Regions from separate parts of the Gossypium hirsutum genome. Here region 2 is linked to region 1. Evidence: chromatin contacts called from public Hi-C data. All regions are on one chromosome and are shown on one strand. The core of a region is the stretch at or near the end of the contact, and the rest is flanking DNA. Distances in the headings are between cores, read along the strand shown.

What was found. A called contact is a pair of places that touch in the nucleus more often than the background predicts.
Region 2: a contact with region 1 is called in a Hi-C map of leaf, with 3 times the contacts expected there. The contact joins the promoter of LOC107957314 here to the enhancer-like site in region 1. A contact is called at or near these places in 12 of 34 Hi-C or Micro-C datasets (anther, callus, hypocotyl and 2 more).

Annotation. Positions count from the first base shown.
Region 1 is chrA05:74,580,838-74,585,331 of Gossypium_hirsutum_v2.1, reverse strand. It overlaps LOC107957312 (a long non-coding RNA gene), which reads right to left. Exons shown (of 2, transcript XR_001700406.2): 2 at 2,899-3,229. Among protein-coding and RNA genes, the nearest start is that of LOC107957312, 4.3 kb to the right of the region's middle. Within about 2 kb of position 2,466, at least 3 of the 9 cell types and tissues checked have an H3K27ac peak or open chromatin away from gene starts, as enhancers often do. A contact at or near this core is called in leaf, where this site is marked.
Region 2 is chrA05:74,370,456-74,375,249 of Gossypium_hirsutum_v2.1, reverse strand. LOC107957314 (NLR family CARD domain-containing protein 3) reads right to left here and starts at 3,145. Exons shown (of 18, transcript XM_016892818.2): 1 at 2,845-3,145; 2 at 2,485-2,752; 3 at 1,816-2,028; 4 at 1,460-1,518; 5 at 1,119-1,256; 6 at 90-164. The coding sequence starts at 2,886.

The DNA.
Region 1 (4,494 bases), core at 1,217-3,716:
GCAATTTAACCCCCGGGCTAAGTAGTTTAAGCATAAAAATTACTAAAAACAGGACTTGAATACATACCATGCAAGTGAATTAAAAAAATCTAAGCTTTTCTCTCCCCCTTCAATGGTATTTTCGATTAAACAAGAAAAAGAGAAAGAAGATCATAGCTTTTATTTATTTTATTTCATGTTTATTTGATTATTTACTCTCTTATCCTTATAATATAACTTAAATACTAGCATAAACGTGTCCATATTTGCCCACTATCAACATAAGTGGTATATTACCATTTAAGTTCATTAGTGTTCCTTTTCATACCAAATAACCTATTAAACTAATAGAATTCAACTTTTTCTTCTATTAAGATTTAGTCATTTTTACCTAATTAACTATTTAAACTTCAAAATTTTTTAACAAAACTTCAGTTCAACTCTAATATAACCTAATAGACTTTAAATAAATAATAAAATATTTATTCTCTCGTCAGAATCGTGGTCCCAAAGCCACTGTTTCTGACACCATTAAAAACGGGTTGTTACATCTTCCATGACTGCTCTTCAGTGACTGGTATTTGGGTAGACCTATACATAACTTGGCGCAGTGAGCTATTAGATTCTTGTTTCTAAGTCTGGTTATTTTACATTTTGCAAGTTTTCCCTCCTATTATTTCTAGAAAGGTAGTGTGTGCACTATGGTTTATTTGGCATGCACGAAATTGTTGTGATTATGATAGTGCTATTATTCAGATACATGTTATAATCTGTAAGGTAGAGTCCTATCTTATGGATTTGGATGCGGTACAAGAGAAGTTACCTAGTCATCTGATTGGGGTTGAGAGATGGAGGCCTTCAGACGGATGCAGCCTGAAAATTAATTTTGATGCTACGTATCGTGCCCCTTCCAAGGCTTCCTGTAGGAGGATTGTTTTTAGAAATGGTCAAGGATCTATAATCGCCTCGCACATAGTGATTAATAGGAACATACCTTCGGCTTTTGTTGTGGAGGCCCTTTAATGCCTTCAAGCTGTTAGCTTGGGACTGGATCTTGGCTTTCAAGATGTGGTTGTTGAAGGAGATGCCCTAATAGTTATTCTTAAGGTTCTTTCCCCTATGTCTGATAACTCAGTCCTTGGAGCTTACATTAGGGATAATAAACTGTGGGTTAGGTCTTTTCGACGGTGTGTTTTTAAGCATATGCTTCGTGAAGGGAACATAGTGGCCCATTTATTAGCTATAGAGATTTTGAAGGGTGGGAATAGTTATTACCTAAATGGGCGAGTGCTTGATTTTACGCTATTGGCAGTGGAGAGTGATCAACGGTTTGTATTTAGAGGCAAGGAAAGGGGAATGGGGAGGACTTTGTGGGGCACGTTTAGATGAGGATTGATTTGGAAGGAAAGTGAGAGCTGAGGGGACTCGAATGGTTTTTGATGGGTTTTGGAAAGGGTGAGTTTCGTCTTTGGGGAGTCTCGGAAGTTGCTTGTGTGCTAGATTTCTTAGATTTGGACGCTTAAAGGGTCTTGATTAGACCTGCTCATGGGTCGGGCTACTCGGCCCGGCCCGAAGGCCAGCCTGAAATGTAGGAGGGTTTGGGCAAAAATATAAGCCTGAAAAATGGGTTTGGACAAAAAATAAGGCCTGTTTAAAAAATGGGCCGGGCCTCGGGTAAGGTATTTTTGGCCCGGGCCCGGCCCGGCACGAATTCACTAAATGACAAAAAAATCTGCTATTTTTTGTTTTGTTTTTGAATGTTATTTTCTTGTTGTTTTCTCCCTATTTTGCTACCATATTACTATTAGTTGCTACTATTTTGTTGTTATTGTTTGGATATTGTATAAAACTTATTTTATTATTAATTTTGTTATTATTTTAAAAGTATTTGTTAATTTTGTTATTATTTTAGAGGTATTTGCTTGTTAAGTTGCACCTATCTTAGTGCTATTTAAGTTTACATATTTTTTAAAATTTATTTTCAATTTGTTGGAAAATATTTATTTTAATTTTTTTAGTATTTTTGATGTATTATATATATTTAAAAATTATATAAAAATAAATACGGGCGGGCCGGGCCGAGCCCAAATTTTAGTATTTTTATTTGGGTCGGGCTTAAGAAAAATTTTAGACCCGTTCTTTAGGCCCGGCCCGGCCCATGAGCACCTCTAGTCTTGATGTTTGGGAATTGGGATAATCGTTGCTGGTTGCTTTGCTGGTGGCGTTTCAGCTGCTCTTTTGTTGAACAACCAGCTGGTTTTGGGGAACAGCTCATCGTTGGAACTGATTGCTCTTTATCGTCTGCTGTTTAAGCTGTTCTTTGCTGGGCTTTCTTTTGGTTTGTTTTATTGGCTTTATGTTTGGGTTATTTCCTGTTTTGGGTTTGATTTGTTGGACTTCTTTTTATTCTGTTTTGTTTTAATATTAGCCCAGCTTCCTTAAAAAAAAAAGTTCATCCGCCGCCCCATCAAGAACCGGAATAACACACGACACTTCAAGTCTTCTCTTTGCTCTCTCTTTTCCATGGATTTCTTGTCTACCACAGCCATTAAAGCTGCTTCTTCGTTTTCGTGCTGTTCATTGTTATTTGCTATCTCTCAAACCCAAATCAAGCCCAAAACCACTCCTTTTCAACTTCCATGGAATACCCTGAGTCCATCAAAGCTTCTTCTTCAAGTCCCTCAAATGCATTCAATCTCCTCCTGGTTCTCTTCCTTCAAAGCCCACTTCGTTTTCATGCTCTGCTGTTACATAGTTTCCAACCCAGACGCTCATCTCCTACGCGAAAATTCTGTTGAAATTCTTCATCTCCCACGCCCAAAAACCGCTGTTCAATCGTTAATCATTTGAAAAACTTTGAAATTTTGCTGTTACACAGTCTCCAAACACTTGCATTTGCGTTGTCTTTTGGGTTCAATGTTTGAGAAACAAATTTGATTTATTTAGATGGAAAATGTAGACTAATTTTGTTATACATGTATAGACCCTACAGAGGAACTTCTCTATAAAAGCTTCCATCTGAGCTAACAGACATTCTTTACAAATTTTCTCTCATCCTTTACTACGATTATCTTCTCCCTCCTCTCCCCGACTGATTCGAACCGGGTCATATGTTGCACGGCCCGAGTTTGACTCGATGCCCAAATGCACTCTGAAGGGAACAGTAGACTCTGAGTTGACAGCGGTTTCGGCGAAAGGGTTCTGCTCTTGCTTGGTTTCGGTTCTCGATGGTGCGGCGCCCAAGGAAGTGCTGCAATTAAAAATAGGAGAAAATAAAATATTTAAATGCATGTAGTGGAGCCGGAAAGAAACAAAAAATAGTGGGAATGTTATGCAATTTTAACTGAAGTGATTAAAATAAAAATTTTATAATGTAAATATTTTTATTTTAAATGCTTAAAATGAAATTTTTGAAAAATTGAGTGATTATATATGTACTTTACCCTTTGTGATATCATATAAATTACTTAATTTTTATTTGAACTTATTAATTTCAAATTATAGTAATTATTATACTTTTAATTTTTGTATTAACTTGTATGACTTTTTTTTCTTTGCACAACTTGTAAAATTTTCCTTTTATTTCAAAAATGCCTTTAGTTCTTTTTTATTCTTTTTACTATATATTATATATAATTTTTACATGCATTTTGTAATTATGATTTTCTATGAAAATATTTTAAAATCATTATTGGTGTGAGTTATTTTCATTGAAATAATTTAAAATTTATTTACTTCAAAAATCATTTTTACTCATCCTTTTCGGTTTTTCCTTTTAAAGGCAATAATTTCAATAACAGTTATTTTTTATTTCAATTTTTATGAATATTTACCTTAATAATTATGTCTATTGAAATAGTAATTTAAAACATAATTTTTTAAAAAAAATTCAAAATTTTTCTTTAAACAAAATAATATATTTATTTGAACAAAAAAAGGACCATAAGAATCAAAACTAATTCATTCAAATAGCATCACAGATTACAGCATTATGAATATCTTTAAACAAAATAATATATTATTAATTAAAAATCTGGGTTAAGTTGGGTTATATGAATCTGAAACTATGATGTCAAATCGAACCTAATACTTTGTAGAACATTTTATGAATTAAAAACAGCCATGCAAGTGTCTTTCACATAAGAATTCCTTTTCTATGATTAATACGTCTTTTATATTCTATTCATCAAAATTTAAAATTGTTCAAATTAAATTTCTCCTTTGTTCATGGGACGCATATGATTCTGCGATATTATATATATATATTTTTAAGGAATTATGCATTTGCAATAATAAAGATATATGTCAGCATGCATAAATAATAATATTGATACTAATTAAATTAAAATTCAATCATTAATAATAATTTAATTTCTAAAATACAACTATTTATATTGAATCAGATTATAAACTCATCTATCCCCCCACATTAAAAAAAACAAAAACTATAATCCTCATAAAAACACCCAACCAAAGGTATTCTCCGCAATCAACTTGAAACATAAGTAGGCAGAC
Region 2 (4,794 bases), core at 1,896-4,395, 210 kb after region 1:
CCATTAAAGTAAATCTCCACTGCAAAGGCCTTTACTTCTTCGCAAAGCAATTCCATGGAAAACAGAATGGATATTAACAGAAAGCTAACCTCATCCCCTAAGTCAACACTGTTTAGCTGGAGCTTTTGAATGCCAGTGTTATTCACCAAAATATCGCATAGGCACTGCAGGCGAAGGTAGATTATTTATAATAGACATTGAAGCATTAACAAAACTCTCAGCAAAAATGTGAATCCACAGAACGTTGGCACAAACAATATTTATATATATTGCACTTTATTGATGACATTTGAAACATTAGGTGCCCTTGTTTGGGAAAGCATATGCTAGAAACTAGAAAGTACAGTACACAGCTTCTATGCTTAGCCATGCTCCCAATTAAATCACAACATCCAGTGGGATTCAAACATTCATGCAATTAATACAGTACTTCTATCTACAAAATTACAGAAGTTCATAACCTTCCTATAGCAAACAAATATTTCTTGATATTCTAAGAACAAATAAATAAATAAAATCACCACAGATTAGATTTCTAAAGTATCTATGTTATGAAGACGTGCAGAAAAGAATTCCACATCGCCATATGCATGTAATTTATTTTAGTATTAGACTGCTTGACAATTTAAAAGAATTCATGAACTATCCTTCAACGGTTACAAGTACACCTTAAATTAAAGATTACCTCATAATAGGTGATTTAGTAGTAGGGAAAAAATGTTTTTACTATTTCCATTATAAACAATATAGAACTTGCTCATAGGCAATTTTTTTTATCAAGGATCCAAATCTGAACTTCCATCCCATTATAGTTCATTATGACATTATCAAATGAAAAACAAATACAAGCTGCAGAGATGATCTTATAGGAAACCTATAAGAATGAAAATTAGTAATCATACAATAGCGGCAAGGGATATGAAAGAACAAGGAGTCTCTGAATAAACAGATGTATCCCTATACACATTAGGTACCAAAAGGAAAATTTATGTTGATTGAGCAATTTCTTTCATCTTACTATTATTACATATAAAATAACTGAGCCCTCAATGTTGGAGGACAGGGAAATTTAACTATTTGTAAAGTTGTCAGTTATATAATGGCAAATTTAGGCTGACCTTTATTCCTTCATCTCCAATGGGATTGCCTGAAAGATCAAGGGTTTTCAATACCGTATTTGCTTCAAGAACACCATCAAAGGCTTCCATTCCTCTGGCTGTTATTCCATTAGCAGCAAAGCTTACTTCCTCAACGATCTGAAAAGGAGAAGTACTCATTCAGAGAATGCATAGCAAGGAGCACCAATGCTTCAAACTTTCACTAATGAAATAGAAAAGTTCGTACAGAACACAGTCAACATGAGGATCTTACAGGATAAGATAAAACACCTCATTCATAATAATGGACACAAAGAAAATAATAAAACAAGATAGTAAAATAAAGACTAGGAAAGCATAACCTGATTGTAACCTAAGCTCTCGGCAAGAAAAAACAGTCCTTCATCTCCAAAGTTGCGTCCTAATAAAAATGTATAGTAAGGTTTATCATGTTTCGTTCACATGAAATGAATCCACATGCAGTAAAAAATATATTGCATCTTAAATCCAACTGGATAACTTGCTAACAATGCTAAGGAAAGAAACTAATTACATCACAATGAAAACTTTTAAAAGACTAGTAGACCATTTCTACCGTCCATTAACTGCATCTTGGATTTTCGTGGCTGCATCATTAAACTCAGACATGAAAAGTGAATAGGATTAAAATAGGTGCTTCACTTTTTCTATGGAAATAGTCTACAATCAGTCAGCATACCTGACATATCAACACTGCTGAATGCCCTAAGTTCCTTGGCAAACTCATTGAGTGTCAGCTTTGACTGTCTATCAATCTTAGCAGTAACACTTGACAATAGATTTGTTCCTGCGGCAAAAGACCACTTCACTCCTTGTGAAGGAGATTTATTTTCAACAGATGAAGACCTAGATGGCTTCGGCATAAGGAGTTTCTCCACCAATTTCCATAAAACTGTCAGCTGAAGACATCAATTAGGGTACATGTAGGATAAACATAACAAAGAATATGTGCTGCACTCGTGTAAACATTCCGTACAAAGCCTAACGCAGTCCCAATAAAAGGAAAAGAAAGATTCCAAAATGCCATTCATATGCCTAGCGCAACAGAAAGAAATAGTAAGGTATAAAAGCTGACAACACGTTGGCTTAAAGACTAAAATAAATGCTAAAGTCGGATTAAAAATCAAATGCCATTAAAAAATGTAATGCTTATAGCTATGGCCTGAGTAAGCAATCAAGAAAAACCAGAGCGCTGGTAAATTTTCATTGTGCTCAACCAAATTGGGGAATTTCAACAACCTCATCCAAATTATTGACGAAACTCATGAATTTATACATAAGAATGCAATCAGTTAGATTCTTCCAAATTCACCATCCACTAGAAAAGAAGAGAAACGGAAATCCATACCAAAAGTAGCGGCGATAAAAACGCCAGCGGGCGCCAGAAATGTTGCAATCTGCTTCACCGGAGCACTACTGAGAGGCTGCTGCGCCTGCGACTCTCCGTAAACACGCCGCCTCGCGCCTCCCTCCGCACCGTACGCTGCCGTTACCACCAATCTCTTGGACCTGGAGTAACGTCTCCTAGTAATAAACCAAGCAGAATCATGACCAAGACAGCGGCCGTAGTCCGAAGCCAACGCTTGAAGGCCAAGCATCTGCTTCTTCGGAAGAACCTGAGAATAACGAAACATATAAACAAATAGAGTAAGCTTCACCTTTCGAGAGACCGAAGAGATTAAGAAAAAGAGTGAGCGCGTGTAATTACCTTGGGATGAGAGTATAGAGGGAGAGTGGAAGTGAGGGCCATGGAAGTGGAGGTTAAATGCGCATAAGGGTAGAGAGGCTGCTATCTTGCACCTACCGATTGGACTTTACAGTTTACAGAGAAGAAGAAGAAGAAGGGATAGGAGCGGCGAACAGAGCGACAGTATCTCCAGAATGTTGTCTAATTATAAAACCAAAAAACTAAAAATAAAAGCATATGGACTTTGCAAAGTTTGCATTAAACAAACAAGACTTTTCGGGTTGGGTTTATCTTGATCCCTAAAAGAATTTGATGATTTTCTGTCCGGGTCAGGCCGGCTTAACCTATTTAATAATTCTCTCAATAATTTTTTTTATTTTATATAATAATTGGATGTCATTTATATATATTTATTTAGATTTTCTAAAAATTGATAAAATTATATATCTATTTTTTAAAATTTTATAATAAAATCATACATATTTTATGATCATTTTTAAATTTGATCGAATAATTAAAAATAAATTTTAATTTAATTTAATTTAATTTATAATCATAATCACAATTCTTTTTTTTTAAATCTAATGATAAGAAATTCAAATAGTAAGATAATATTATTTATATTTACGATGAATTTTAAATTTAAATTTAATATTAAGATAAATACTATTTAAATATGAAGATATTTTAATTAATTTTATTTATATTTAAGATTAATTTTAATTTTAATTTTAATTTTAATTAAATAATGCAAATATTAAGATTATTTATTTTTATGATAATTTTTATATTATATTATATTTTAAAATTTTGAATGTTAAACTATATTGTTTGAGAATAAATGAAATTATGCCAATTGAATTTTAGCTCAATTAGTATGGGTTAGAGATAAACTATGCCTAATTTTAAGCATTGTATAAAAAAATAAAAGAAATTATATTATTTAATTAAATTTATTATAAAAAATTTTGGGTTAATGTCGATGCTTGTACTTTGATAAAATGTTGAACGTGATATTTGTACTTTGAAAATGTCCAATGCTATTTGATTTATTAATATATGTTTTATTATAGTCTTGGTGTTAACACTATTAGTAAATTGCTAAATCAACCAATGAAATTTAAATACGTACATTTTCTTTTCAAAATTATTAAGTCGACATGAATAATATAAAATCATGTGAAAAGCTAAATAAAACCCAAAAAATTGTATAAAAACAAAAAATTAAATTAAATTAAAAATAACTAAATGTATGGTTAATAAAAATTAAATATTAAACTTACATGAAAGTTCATTTTCATGGATAATTAAAAAATTATTTAAAAATTAAATAAAAATATTTTTTTTGGTGAATTACAATAACAGAGTAAAACCCGAAAAACAAATGCGACTAGCACGACTCAAACCGAGGCCACACCTAGGACGATAAACACTCTTGACCATCAGGCCATCACATGGAGATTACAAAATAATTATTTTAAATTGAAAACTCTTTGATGAAGATGGTCATTTATTTAAATGAAAATGATGATCTTGTTGTTTTCGTAAGTTTAGTATTTATTTCTTTTTTATTAACTATATGTTTAGTTATTTGCTTTTTAAATTAATTTTTTTTGTTTTATTTAGGTTTTCACATAATTATATTATCCATGTGGACTTGATTGTTTGGAAAAAAATTGTATGTGTCGAATTTTTATTGACTAGTTTAGCAATTCAGTGTTAAGATCAAGTACCATAATAAAAACACATATTGATAGTTCAAGTAGGTACCACATTAGACATTTTATGAAAATACAAGTACCATAAAGAAAATACATATTGATAATTCAAGTACCATATTGAATGCATGCAAAAGACATATACCACATTGAATATTCTATGAAACTGCAGGTATCAAATAAGATATTATGTCAAAGTTTTATAACTATTATCTCTTGAATAATTAAATGATAATTTTTTAAAAATCTAATG